3 separate regions of the Mus musculus genome follow, and all the other regions are linked to region 1. Evidence: chromatin contacts called from public Hi-C and promoter capture Hi-C data. All regions are on one chromosome and are shown on one strand. Each heading gives the region's core, a stretch centred on a gene start, on an enhancer-like site or on the middle of the called end of the contact. The rest is flanking DNA. Distances are from core to core; before and after follow the strand shown.

What was found. Promoter capture Hi-C pulls out the DNA fragments that hold promoters and counts their contacts. A called contact is a pair of places that touch in the nucleus more often than the background predicts.
Region 2: a promoter capture Hi-C map of liver shows a contact between it and region 1, with 4 times the contacts expected there. The contact joins the promoter of Nf1 here to the promoter of Ssh2 in region 1. A contact is called at or near these places in 2 of 39 promoter capture datasets (liver and pre-B cells).
Region 3: a Hi-C map of B cells shows a contact between it and region 1, with 5 read pairs. The contact joins the promoter of Tefm here to the promoter of Ssh2 in region 1. A contact is called at or near these places in 1 of 39 promoter capture datasets (liver) and 1 of 484 Hi-C or Micro-C datasets (B cells).

What each region holds. Positions count from the first base shown.
Region 1 is chr11:77,214,892-77,219,457 of GRCm38.p6, forward strand. Ssh2 (slingshot protein phosphatase 2) reads left to right here and starts at 1,534. Exons shown (of 15, transcript NM_177710.4): 1 at 1,534-1,624. The coding sequence starts at 1,562. It also overlaps a transcript of Efcab5 not described here.
Region 2 is chr11:79,337,242-79,341,819 of GRCm38.p6, forward strand. It overlaps Nf1 (neurofibromin 1), which reads left to right and starts at 2,651. Exons shown (of 58, transcript NM_010897.2): 1 at 2,651-2,818. The coding sequence starts at 2,759.
Region 3 is chr11:80,139,600-80,144,409 of GRCm38.p6, forward strand. It overlaps Tefm (transcription elongation factor, mitochondrial), which reads right to left and starts at 2,554. Exons shown (of 4, transcript NM_183275.2): 1 at 2,478-2,554; 2 at 267-724. The coding sequence starts at 2,520.

The DNA.
Region 1 (4,566 bases), core at 284-2,783:
CACCAGGGGGCAAAAGCCTACCAACTGGTTTTTCTGCACTACACTCTACAGAGGACTGGCACAGTACAGGGACCCTCAGTGACTCTTGATGGAACCTCCCTGCTAATTACTTCAACCACAGGGCCCCAGGGAGAGAACAAAGACTCAGCATAGAGGGTTCTTGTGTCACTTAACCACACAGCAACCAGAAAGAGCTTATGACAGCCCTATCAGTTTAAAAGGAGCAATGAGATCCAAGATTGTTTGAGTGACAAACAGAAAGAGGTGGGCTTTAGAAACTGGAGTCCATAAGTGAGTGTTTTCTACAGCTTTGATATGGATGGTGGTATTTACCAGTTCATCCCCTCAACTATCTCTGTGTAAATATATCAACGGGTTGCACTGCGTGACTTTTCCTTTTCTTTTTAGTCTTGATTTTTCCATTACATGCTTGGTTGATGTTGGCAGTTTACCATTTAGAAATGTCTTCCTTTAAAATATTTTAATTCTACATTTTCACTTGCATTTATGAAATAGTCAAATTTATGGGGGAAAGAAAAAAAGCTCAATGATCAAAAGATCTTTGTTTAGTGGAGATCTTCACAGTAGGAAGCAATTGAGAGGTTTTAAAAAAAAAATAGCAGGTTGGAGCTTTCCAACTCAGGGTCCAGCTCTCTGTGCCCGCCCCTTCCCTCAGCATCTCAGGTACAGTGACTGACTTTAGGCAGGTTGTAGAGGAAGGAAGCCTGAGGCTACTACGAAGTTTCCAGTGTTTACCACCGGGGGGAAAAATCTTTCTTAGGAAAAGTCTGGTCGTTAACCCTGAGGCCCTTTATGATGAGGAGGGTGGGGAAGCTCATTAAGACGGAGCCCTCTTGAGGGCCAGGTCCAAGCAGGAGGGCTGGTCTCCCGGGTCTAGCCCAGAGAAAGCGTCTATAGCACCTGCGGAGCCCTTTTCCACTAGAAAACGTGTTCGCCTCAGGATTTTCGCCTCAGTTTTTCTCTAAGGTTGCGCGCCCCACTCATAAAATGGTTGTCTTTCTGGAGTGAGGATTAGCGGCTCTCCCACCGACCCCCACCCCCAGATCAGGACCCTCGGTTGGCTGGCTGCCTTCCAGGGCTCCTTGGCCAGCTCGCCCCACGCCGCGCAGCGGGGACAGACAGAGCCGCAGGGGCAGCAGTAGGGCTCGAGAGCTGACCCGGGAGGGGACGGCGGCCCGAGGCGCGGCGCACGCAGCCTGCCCGCCCGCTTCCGGCAACTTAAGGGTTACGCCGCCGCGGCGGCGCGCGCCGAGGGGAGAGGCGGTTGCTGACAGGTGGCGCCTGCGCACTGGGAGCGCTCATTGTGCCCCGCAGCTGCCGAACCGCCCGCCTGCCCGCCCGCCGCCCGTTCGGCGCGTCAGTAGGCGAGAGAGTCCGGTGGTGGGTGCGGAGCCCGAGGCCGTTCCCGCGGCTTCATCTCCCTCTCCGTTTCCCTCGTCCCTACGCCTCACCCATCGTCCCCCATCCCGGCTCCGTCACCCTCCCGCCCCCCACACTCAGGACGAGAATGCCCTGCCCGGAACAACCCAGCAGCACCTAGATGGCTTTGGTCACGGTCCAGCGGTCGCCTACCCCCAGCACCACCTCCAGCCCTTGCGCCTCGGTGAGTCCCTCCAGGCGGCAGCTCCCAGCTTCTGTCACTGCGGCTCCGCTTTGCCTCAGCGGGTCCCGCCGAACGCCACTGCGCACGCGCCGCGCCTCTTCCCAGGCCTTGGCACTCAGGCTGCTGCGAACCCCCCACACCCTCATCTTACCGGCGAGCAGCAGCGACTGCCAGACGTTGGGGTTTTTTGTTTGTTTGTTTGTTTGTTTGTTTGTTTTTTCCCCAACCTCCATCACCCGGAGCACCCAGTCCCTCACAGCGCTGGCTCAGAAATCTCCCGTAGCATGCTTCCCATGGCTTGAGCACTTCCTTTCGGCTATGAGTCATTCTTGCTTTTCACCCTCCCCCCTTCTTTTACCCTCTGTTGCTCTGTTGCAGGGAGAGGAAGGGTGGGCTCCTAGGTTACCCCCGACCCACACCCATATCCTTTACGCACACCGTTTCAGGGACCCAGTCAGTGCACTGCGCATCCTTCTTCCGTCTCGCCCTGTGTGTGCCTTTCTCTAGTCCCTGGCATCTCTCTTGTGCTCCGTACAGTTTAGGCTTCATTGGACTGCTCGGTGGTAGTTACTCCCTGGTTTCTTCCCACCCTTAAAAGATGGCAGTGATCTCTGCTTCTTGGACTTCTACCTTTCTCAGTGAGAACCCAAAGCTTCTGGTGCTGCTTGATAACCAGTGCCAATTCATTTCCATCTTATAGACATTTATGCCTTCCACTCATTGCTCATGATCGTTCTTGCTCATGGGTTGTGCTTGGATGGTTCATGACTTCAAATGCTGTGTCGCTAAAGCATGTTTCCAGAAGGAAAACACTCATCAATTAGCATTTTTTTTTCTGCTGGGCTTTTCTATGCCTTCACCTCCACCATGACTCCTTTATAGCTCTAGTCTCGGGCTTCATATTTGTGAATACCTGCTAGCATGTGTTAGCATTGCACCAGTGTGGTAAAATGGGTCTTAAAAAAAAAACAGGCATCTAGATGAAAATATGAGCAATTGAAGAACTATTTCATATAGAATTGTAGTTTTAACATTAGATTTAGTAGTGTCAAGTTGCAAAGAGGCATTCAGTGAACACCATGACTTTCCACTGTATGAAAGAAAGTTGGGTCATTAATATTTGTTAACTGAGATAGGAGTTTGATATCTTGAAAGCATGTTGCCTTGTGATTTCAATATAGTTTCCTGAATTTCAAAATTTTGTTGCATATTGTGGTAGTTTCTTCCTTTGTGAGTTTTCTTGTGTGTTTTTGTATGACTACCCTAATTCAAGAAATTACTCTATTCACCTTGTGATGGTACAGGATACAAAACTGAAATCTGTGGGTAGAAGTTTAAAGAGGCACATTTCCATTAGTTTAGGGAAGACGTTTGTAAAAATCAAGTGCACTGTTTTGCAAAATAGCACACATTGTATCAAGCAGAAGCCAGGGGAGCTTTGGCCAGACAGGTGATATAAAGAATCCTTGCATGGGGGGGGGGGCTTGCTGGACTTTCTAAAGCTTTATGATTCTGTGATTTGAGAATAATTGTACTTCAGAACTGATGAAACACTTTAGGGTTTGCTCTAGGCAAATATGAGAGGGGTAGAAATATGTAGCATTTTCATGAGTGGATTTTTTCCACTTTATGGTAGATTTTTCAGAATTGATAGAAAATCTTCAGACCATAGTAACTCACTCCAATAGTAAATCCTTTGATTTTTGTGGTTACCAGGCCTAGTTTTGGCTGTGAAAGCAATCAAGGGTTAGTAGATAACATACTGAAGTAGAACTCAGTATTGTAAAACTATTTCCCCTGGGCATTGCTGAAAACCTTTTATGTTACAGTAGCATTTATTAAGCTATTGTTATATCAGTTGTCTTGAAGTAAATGAATAATATTTGGTAAAGCCATATTTATTTGACATGGCTTTATTAGTCAAAACTTGGAATACTTTAGAATCTTGAGGAATGTTAATAGTCATTTTGGCATAGGTAGGCAATTAAGATTGGTCATGTAAATACTGTAGTATTTACTATAGTAAATATTGAGTAGTAAACTCAGTTATTAAGCTAAATGACAGATAGTTCTATATGCCCTGGTCTGATGATTGCAGTTGTTTATACTTGGCCCTGTGTGTAGAGAAATCCTGGCACTGCTGTGTGAGTAACAATCAGCATTGTTAGTGTGGCTGACAGGCCGCTTCTCTTTCCCTTTAAATTGTCTTCCTATTTGATTCCATCCAGACCTGTGCTCAGCTCAGTTGTCTTGTGGTCCTTGTGCTACAGTGTCTGACATGCATGTATTTTGCCGTTTTATCTCTTACTATATGAATAGGTTGGTTGGTTGGTTGCTTGCTTGGTTTTAAAAGTGAGGAAGAGTGCAAAAGGTAGTTGACTTTTTTTTCTTTAAAGAACAACTGAAGTTTGTGAAGCTGAAGATTTACTCTTTTAATGATGGACATATTAGTACTATCAGCTCTTCAGCATTTTTAAATTAAGCATAAATAACTTGATCACTGTAGTAGTTAATCTTCAATGTCAATTTTACTGTGAAAAATATTTCCAGAGAGGTTTAACTGAGGAGGGAGGACCCATCCTAACTGTGGCACTGTTGTCCCATGGGGTGGGTACTGGACTGAAGAAAAAGGGAAAGTCCAGCAGAGCCCAGCACTCCCTCTCTCTGTTTCCTCATCTGCCCACTTGTTAGCAAATTTCTCCTCCCATGCCTTCCCTTCCCTGATGGACTGTATCTGTGAACTCTGAACCAAAGCCAGTGCTTCCTCTCTTAAACAGCTTATTGTTAGGTGTTTGGTCAAGGATCAAGAAAAACAACCTAATACAATTACCTACTAGATATGAGTGACCATCACAGATACTGAGTCATATAAGATATTAATCTGTCTATCAGAAGATGTAATTTGGGTAGCAGGGTTGGTAGAAGACAAATATAGACACCAT
Region 2 (4,578 bases), core at 1,401-3,900, 2.1 Mb after region 1:
TTACTTTGGCTGCACAAAATTGAGAAATGTGATTGGCTGTCACAGTGTAAAAATTAGAGACATCTATACATAAGTTTGGATTTCTAGCTTCTCTTAAGTAACTGGAAGTTCTAGCAACATGAGGTCAACATCCCTGCATGGCAGGAATTGTCCGGAGCTGAGTGATATCTGCCCTTTAAACATGGGTGGGCATGGGCAGGGACACTCCTTAGTTAACCAGGTCTTCCTTTCCATGATGACTTGGTTTAGACTCCCTGTCACACCACTATGCATGGCTTAGCAAAGTTTACGGTGTGGAATGGGCTGATGGATACTTAATATTGGTTTACAAGAACTGACTGAGTTCATTAGAGAGGAGGCTGGGTGAAGGCTAGAACCTCCATTGGCAATGAGAGGCTTGGGGTGAAGGGGGAAAAAATAGGACTTTGTACACAGGCGCACAGTCAGATGAATTAATGCTCCAGTGGCTGGAGCCTGAGCAAAGAAAGGAGAGCAAGAAGCCAGCAGTGAAGGTTAGAGAGACAACCAGGAAGGAGCCAGTCAAGGGGAGGAATGAGACAGAGGCTATTTAGTAATGGAATGGTGATGGTGTGTGTGTGTGTGGGGGGGGGCAGGGCTCAGCCACATCTAAGTTTCAAAGATAAAGATGGAATGCCAGGGCAAAGAGGAGCTAATCAGGGGTTTCAGAGCCGGTGTGAGAAAGGGAAAGGGAGGTAGTGGTTCTAGCTGTTTAGCAGTGAAGTAGACACGTTGGGATGCTATTTGGGGCGATGTGCTGTGAGTAAGGACTTTTTCCAGGGTCCTGGATGCAGAAAGCACCAAAGGCCCTTTAATCTTCTCTCATTTCTCTTCAGCACTCCCATCACCGCTGACGTCATCTAAAGAAACCAGTATCCATGTTGCAGCTTTCAAGAAGGGATCGTAGAAACAGCCAATCTCTGTCCTTTTGTTTCAGTGGAATGAAACATTAACTTAATTTGCATCTTGGAAGATCACTAACCTACCTAGACTTGAGACTTCTTTTACAGCTATACCACTTTGTCCGTGGGCTACTAGCTCTGTGGATTTTCTGTGGTGAAATGAAAATTGTGGTTTTGTTTCATCTTATCACCCAGTTGGTATCTTCCTATGTGGCTAATGGTTGATGGCTGCAGGCTGTTGTCTGAGTGCGCGTCCACACTTTTGTTTTTGAGACAAGGCCACACTATGGAGCAGTGGTTGACTCAGGAGGATTTGCTTGCCTCTAATGAAAGCGAGCATCTCCACATCCTGCTTCTAAACACATTTTAACACTGACTTAATTCAAGTGCATTGAAGAAAACTCATTTCAAAGTCCAGTGTCAGAGCGCCTTTCCCTCCCCATCCGATGAGTAGAGAGCTTCACCCTGTAGCTCTGCTTGGCCTGGAAATCCCCAAGTAGAACAGGCTAGCCCCGAGCAAACTATCTTTTGGGTTTATCCTCTTTTGTAAGTGTGCACAGCCAATTCCACACAAGTCCTTCAAACTCTGGTTCTGGGCATTGGGAAGGCCCTTGTTTCTGGAGAGCCATCCTTCTCGATTTGTTCTTAGAGTCAAACCATTTTGGTACTTATCAGCCCTTGGGCATGTATCCTGGAACCTCCAGTGCTCTGTTCATCAGATAGGTCAGGCTACTGAGTCCTACTGGAAAGGTTTGTTCGAAAGGCTGAAATGCATAAATGTTAGGCCTTTTAAAGGTCTTTACAGTATGGTGAACTAGTCTTCAATCTGAATTATCATCCGTGCAAAAAGTTTTATTAACTTGGTTGTCCGTCAGTTTAGTTGAGGAATTTCGGATTGGGGAATTCTAGTCTCCAACTTGGATCACCACTGGGCCTTGCTTTGGAATTTAAGCGACATTAAAAAGAAAAAAATCACGGAATCTCTCTTGGCCTTCTTTTTACCCGTTTTCAGCAGCCTTCAGAAGCCCCATCGACTGCGTGGCGGTGTGTGCCTTACATTTTTAAGTGAAGAAAGCGGAGAGAGACTGACTCCAGCCTCCGGGACAGATCAGCGACAGAGATCAGCGGTCGGAGAGAAAGCCTAGCCTCAGGACACCCTAACTTCTAACCCCGGGAGCGATCCAAGCCCGGAGGCCAGCGGGGGAAGGGCTGTTCGAGGCGGCGGTGGCAATGACAGCCTACGCACCGGAGTCGGCTCAGATTCTCTGGCCAGAGCCCCGCGCCAGTTTAGGTGGGGAGACCCGCGGCAGCGAGGGACGCGCGCCTCCGGGCCCGGAGGAGTTAGGTGACGTCACCTCCAGGAGGACTCGCTTTTTCATTAATGAAACCGGCCGGCCGCGGGCGCATGCGCAGCAGGCCCCTTCCCTCTCGCTTCCCCCTCCCCTTTCCCAGCCGCGCTCTCAATCTCAAGCTCGCTCGCTCTCCCTCTCCCCGAGCCGTGGAAAGGATCCCACTTCCGGTGGGGTGTCATGGCGGCGTCTCGGACTGTGATGGCTGAGGGGAGACGGCGCTAGTGGGGAGAGCCACCCACAGGCGCCCTCCCCTCCCCGGGCTCCCCTCCCCACCCCTCCCCCAGTCTCCTCGCCAACGCCCCCTTCCCCTGTCCCCCTCCCGGCGGGCCGCGCGGGCCCCCGTCCCCACCCCCGTGGGAACGCTAGCTGCCCGCACTCCTCAGCCGCTCGGCTCGCCGCTGCCCTCACCTCCGCGCCGGCCGCCCGCCCGCCCTCAGGCGGGCCCCGGACGCCGGCCCTCCACCGCCCCCGGGTCGCCGGGAGGACATGGCCGCACACAGGCCGGTGGAATGGGTCCAGGCCGTGGTCAGCCGCTTCGACGAGCAGGTAACGGGCCGCGGCGGGCAGGAGGTGGGAGCGGGTGGGGGTGGGGACGCGGTGGGTGAGGGGAGGAAGGAGCGGCTGCCTCTCGGGCTGCCGGGGGCTCCGCAGACCGAGGAAGGGCTGGGGTGGGGGGGCGACGCTAGGGGACTGCCCGGGGATTCGGCTGTGAGCCGGGGCTCTCCTTCCCTCCTAAACCGGGGGGGTGGGGCCTTGCCCGTGACCAGCCCTCCATCCCCTTTATCCCAGCCCTTCCGCTTGCTCTTGGTGCGGGGATGAGTGACCTGGGGGCGCTTTCAGGGCCACTCCATCTGGATTTAATGGTTCTCTCTTAACTCTCCCCTTTTAGAAGGAGGTAGATAGGGGTTCCCTCTTCCCTTAACCCCCTCCCCCCCATCCTCGTAACTGGGGATAACCGAAGGAACCCCCAGTCTGTGTATGCATCCCCAGTAGGAGCAAGATAATATCCTGCCCCACCCCCATTTTCTGTAGCTGCCCCTTGGGGGCAGGAGTAGGGAAAGCACAGGTTTTCTTACTTTTCTGCTCGGGGCGTCAGCTTGCCTGGATGATGTTCACACCAGCATCCTTGATAGCCGGATGACACAAGGTTGCCTTTTGCGTTTGCAGGGGAAACCGTAGTTCTGAAATGACTCCCCTCCCCCTTCCTTGCTTGATGATCACACCCCCCTCTCCAGTCCCTGCTTGCCAGCAGCCCCAGAATGAATCTTGGCTTTCCTAAGTGAGACTCCAAGAGTAAGGGGAGAAGGGTGAAAGCAAAGGGAAAATCTAGCTACAGACTAGACAGCAGAGACAGACAGCTAGGATGTGGTCCTAGGGCCAATAATTGTGACCATGGTTTGTTGTTGTTTGACTTGTTTTTGACTCTTTGAACCCTCATTGAGACTACTTGGGATGGAGGGAAAAGTTTTGTAGTTTAGGAAGGTTGCTTTTTATTCGCTGAGTTTTCCACACATAAAATTCTAAGGCTGATGAGTAGACAACCCACACATAGCCTTTTGTCCATGAGAACTAGTTTAATTTGATGCTATCTACAGATAGCTGGGGCTGGTTTAAAGGATGGTTGCTTTTTGTTGCAGTTCTGCCAGGGGGTGTCCTCTAATGAGAGAATTGTTTAGAATTGAACCAATCTCTTTTGTTTATTGGGTTTAATCACAAAACTGATTATGGGAGCTGACAGGTAGGGGAAGGGTTTCTTCTTTAATTTGACCAGCAGACATTTTTTTATAGGACTCAATCTTTTGACCTATCCGACAGAGGAAGTCTACCCAGAGGACACTGGGAAACCTACACAGAGCTGAATGTGGTGGTTATATGACTTTTGTCCCAGCACACAGGAGGTCAGAGGCAGGTAGATCTCTGTGTGTTGGAGGCCAGCCTGGTCTACAGACTACATGCCAGGATGTCAAGGTTACTAAGGGAGATTCTGTCTCAACACCCCCCCCCCAAAAAAAACAAACCTACATAGATAAAATTTTGTAGCTATCAGAGACTTCATTCATTTGGTTTCCAGACCAAAAGGCATCAAAACAAACTGTTGTTGTAACCCGCCTGAAGAAGTAAATATTACTGTGTAAATTGGTCCAGTTATAGAGCATTAGATTTCAGTAGAACATTAAGTAGAATGTTAGATTCTAAACTTGATAGAAAAGAATTGCTGTGTAGAACTTAAAAAAAAAAGGGATTTAAGGGGCTAAAGAGGTGGGTTTAGCAGTTAAAAGCACTTGTTGCTCGGGCAGAGGACCTGG
Region 3 (4,810 bases), core at 1,304-3,803, 2.9 Mb after region 1:
TTTTGGGTCGGTGAGATGAATCAGAGGGTTAGAGCACTTGCAACCAAGCCCACCAAAAACCCACACAGCACAAAGAAAGAACTGACTCTTGAAAGTTTTCTTGATTAGGAGAGAGAGAGAGACAGAAAAGAGAGCACGTGCGCGAGCGCGCACACACACACACACTTAGAAATAAAACAAAAACCTCGTCTCTCACCCACCACTGGGAACGGTGCTTTGCTTTCCAGAGTAAGTTCCCAAAGGGTGGTGGTCAGGGGAGACTGTACCTTAAGTCTCTCTTGCTCTACACCTGGCTTGATGAACTTTCTCAGCAGCCACTTCTCCTGTGACTTTTTCCTCCGTCTGTTCTCCGGACAGAGAATGGAGTTACAAACTTCAACAGCAGTTTTATATTGGATCAAGGGCACGTCTATCAAATTCTCCAACCTCTGAAACGGCCCAAACTTCTTTCTGTGTTCTACAATATTGACGGACTTCCTTCCTCGAAGCAACCTGAAAGCTTCCAGTTCTTTATCAGAAGCTGTATTCAGCACTTGTAAGATAGAAGCCTGCTGCTCCAGGGAGAAGAGCCTGTCCAATGGATTCCCGGGCTCCTTTCCATCTGTATCACAAGCAGCAACACTGGCAACACGTTTCTCAGGTGCAGTGGATTTCCTCACAGAGCAGGTGTTATTTAGGACTGGAGGCAGGGATGAGTACTCTGGGACTGGAAACCATCTCCTCCCTAAAAGGGAAACTTGACTTATAATGTTCTCCTTGACAGTTAATACCCAAGCTTGTGCAGTTATACAGACTTGCACACAGACCATATTATCACAGAGAATTGTCTTTAAGAGGAGTGTAGAGCTGGTTGTAGTTGTGCACACCTTTAATCCCAGCACTGGGGAGGCAGAAGCAGGAGGATCTCTGAGTTCAAGGGCAGCCTGGTCTACAGAGGAAGTTCGGGACAACCAGGACTGCACAGTGAAACTCTGTATTGAAAAACAAACAAAACATAAAGAGTAGTTTTACAATAATTACAGTTATCTATCTTTGAGGGTTTGTTTGGTTTTTGGTTGGTTGGTTGGTTGGTTTTGATCATTGGTAGGGTTGGGTTTGTTTGTGGGGTTTTTGTTGTTGTTTTCTTTTTTGAGACAGGATGTCACTGGATAGTCTTCATACTCAAATTCAGTATGAAGACCAGGATGGCCTTGACTTCATAGTAATTCAGCTGCACCAGGATAGCCAGTACTACACAGAGGCGCTGTCTCAAGGAAGAAGCTGTAGTTGCCTGGCACTGTAACTCCGTATGTACAACCTCAGCACCTGAGGGGCAGTCCATACAAGATTCAGATTCCAAGAGTTTTATGACAGTCTGGACTACCTGAGACCTCATCTCCAAAAATTTAATTAATTAAAATAAAGAAATTGTAGTCTTCTCGGGATAAGTAGAGTCCACCTTTAATACCAGCATTTGAGCCAGGCAGTGGTGGCACGTGCCTTTAATCCCAGCACTTGGGAGGCAAAGACAGGTCGATTTCTTAGTTCAAGGCCAGTCTGGTCTACAAAGTGAGTTCCAGGACAGCCAGGGCTACTCAGAGAAACCCTGATTCAAAAAAACCAAACAAACAAACAAAACCAGCATTTGGGAGGCAAAACCAGGCAGACCTCTGAGAGTTCATGGCCAGACTGGTCTAGTACAGTGTTCCAGGCAATGAGACTGTTTGCTAAAGTAAAAACAATCAAAAAAGTTAAGGGCCAGTTAGATAGGACCTAGTTTCTGGCAAGGCCTTGGTTTCTATACCTAGAACCACTTAATTTTAATTAAAATTATTTCAAATGTCTGCTACTTATGGCATTTATAATATTATGAGGATTTTTTGTATCGCCTCTTATGATTGATCTCCAGTTCCATTTTTTACTAGTTTATCATCTGATGGAACTAAAGGAAATTAAACTTTATACGTTTATAATAAATGTTTTAGCTGGTCAGGAGTGGTGTTCCTCACTTGCAATCCTAGCATTTAGGAGATGGAAGCAGGAAGATCAGGATTTAGCTACATAGTGAGTTGCAGGCCAGCTTGGGCAACATGGAGCTCTGACTGGGGCAAGCGGGGGCTGGTGATATTAACTAAGTGGTGGGGACGGTTTATTTTGTTCTGCATGGTTCTCAATATTGCTAACAAGGCTGTATTTTTGCAAGCAGTCTACATTGTGCAATGGATAACTTTATAAGACAGTGTAAAGTCATCCTCCCAGCGCGGCCACAGGAAGACGACACAGCCAGAGGCTAAGCGAGCTACTCCGGCCCGGGAAGGGGCGCACGCGCGTGGACCCCGGGCCATTAAAGCGGACGGGCTCCGGGGCTGGGGGACATGAACGCCCCTCAGCTCCGCTACAGCTCCACGCTGGACAACCGGACACAGGGCAGAAGAGAACCACTCCCGGTTACAGGCTAGTGACTGGAAAGCAATCCACCTCGTGCTCAGGAACCCTACCTCCGGCCTTGATGAGGCAAGCAAGGTTTGTCCTCCAAGCCATCGCCAGGCTCTTTCCCACGCCTGTGTTCCTCCTCAACTTCCGGTTTCGTGTGCTCCAACAAAAAGTGCTCGGCCGGGGCTGGGCAGAAGGGTTCCGGCGAAAGCGACAGTCTCAGGGAAATGCCAACGGAGTTCCTAGTAATTGATGGCTGATGGTCTCTGGAGAAAGTGTGGCCGTTCGGGATCGCCGAGATGCATAGGAGTAGACTAGGTTTAATCCTGTTTTGGGGCGAGTCTCCTCTGGGTTCCCAGACACACAGCAGACAGTGGGGAGCCTATATGCACACATGTAACCCTGTCCGGAGTTGAGAGGAGGAGTATCTGGGAGAGATGCACGGGATAAGGCCAATGTATGAGGTCGCTTTGACGCTGGGCACTTTTGACTGTTTGAAAAGGATGGGGGGAGGTGAGTCTGGAGCCACATTTGATCCTTGGAATGCGAAGTGGAACAGTTGAAAAAGTCGGGCAGGTTGCTTGTTTTTTAGTTGCAAAGTCAGATTAGAGGGGCTTTCTAGAAAAAAAGAAAATTGGTCATTTGCAGCCAATGTGAGGCTGGACTGTAGAAGAACCTGAGGACAAGAAAGAGGAATCGGAAAGTTATTGTGATATGTTTTATAAAACAATTGTTGTGTTTTATGGAGCGCGGTATGGTGTGGTGAGGTGCCCATCCTGAGGCATCCCCTCCTCTCCGAGGTACCCAGCTCCAGTATGGCATAGAGTTTATTGGGGGGGGGGGGAGTTAAGAAGGGAGTAGAGGCAGGGAAAGGGGGGAGAGAGAGAGAGAGAGAGAGAGAGAGAGAGAGAACACGAACGAACTGGTGGCCCAGTACACGTTGAAGAGGACGGGGAGGGAGAAGAGGAGAGAGGGGAAAAGGGGTCAGAGAGAAAAGAGTCAGAGAGGGCAAGCAGTTCCTTTTAGAGCAAAGCCAGGCCTACCTGGCTGTTGCCAGGTAACTTGGGCGGGGCGTAGGAGGAATGACAACAGATTTTCTTGCCAAGGCAGAGTGAACTGTGGGGAATGAAACCTGGGCTAAGGAAGAAGAGTGGAAAAGGGTCTAGTAATGGGTTTGTGGTTATATTAGACGTCGTAGCTAACCTATAATGCCCACACTTAGGAGCATGAGGAGAATTGTGAGTTTGAGTCCAGTCTAGGCTATGTAATGAGTTTGAGGCCACCCTAGACTACAAAAATGACTCTGTCTCAAAAGGCATCAACAACAAAAGCTATTCACAGGCTCAGCCGTTCAGAGTACTTGTTGCTCTTGTGGAGGATCCGGCTTTGGTTCACAACATCCACATGGTGGCTGACAACCATCTATAATTCTGGTTCCGGGGATGTCCAATAACCTCTTCTGACCTCCACAGGCACCAGGCACAGACTTGGCACACAGACATACATGTAGGCAAAACACTCATATACACAAATTAATAAGTCTAAAATAAAAGTTATTCTTAAGAGAGCCTGGGGGCTGGAGAGATGGCTCAGCGGTTAAGAGCACTGACTGCTCTTCTGGAGGTTCTGAGTTCAAATCCCAGCAACCACATGGTGGCTCACAACCATCTGTAATGGCATCTGATGCCCTCTTCTGGTGTGTCTCTGAAGACAGCGACAGTGTACTTACATATAATAAATAAATAAATAAATATTTGAGAGAGAGAGAGAGAGAGAGAGAGAAAGAGTGCCTGGTGTGGTAACACATTCCTGTACTCAAGCATGAATTCCAGGTCAGCCTGGGCTGTCATAGTAAGACCTAGTCTTAAAAAAAAAAAAAAAGGGTTAGTTAGGGAAACTCATGGAAATTCTATGAATCTTAATGATGTCTCCAGAATGTAAGGATCTAACAAAAATAAAGACAATTTTAAAATCTTCCAAATTTTTTTTTCTTTTTAGGTTTTTTGAGACAGGGTTTCTCTGTGTGTAGCCCTGGCTGTCCTGGAACTCACTCTGTAGACCAGGCTGGCCTCGAACTCAGAAATTCACCTGCCTCTGCCTCCCAAGTGTTGGGATTAAAGGCGTGCGCCACCACACCCTGCTCAAAATTTTTTAAAACACAAAATTTTATACAGAATTCTTTCATTGAGTACCACAGAGATGCTGAAATGGACCATGGGAAATTTATTCCCTCACACTTCAGGAGTGCAGACACCTGTGACCAGAGTGTCAGGAGGGTTGGTTCCTTCTGAGGACTGCAGGAAATGCATGCTTCTCTCTGACCTTCAGATGACTACCTCCTCCACATATGTGTCACTCTGCTGTCACTAGGCATTCACACGGACATCTCATGAGAACA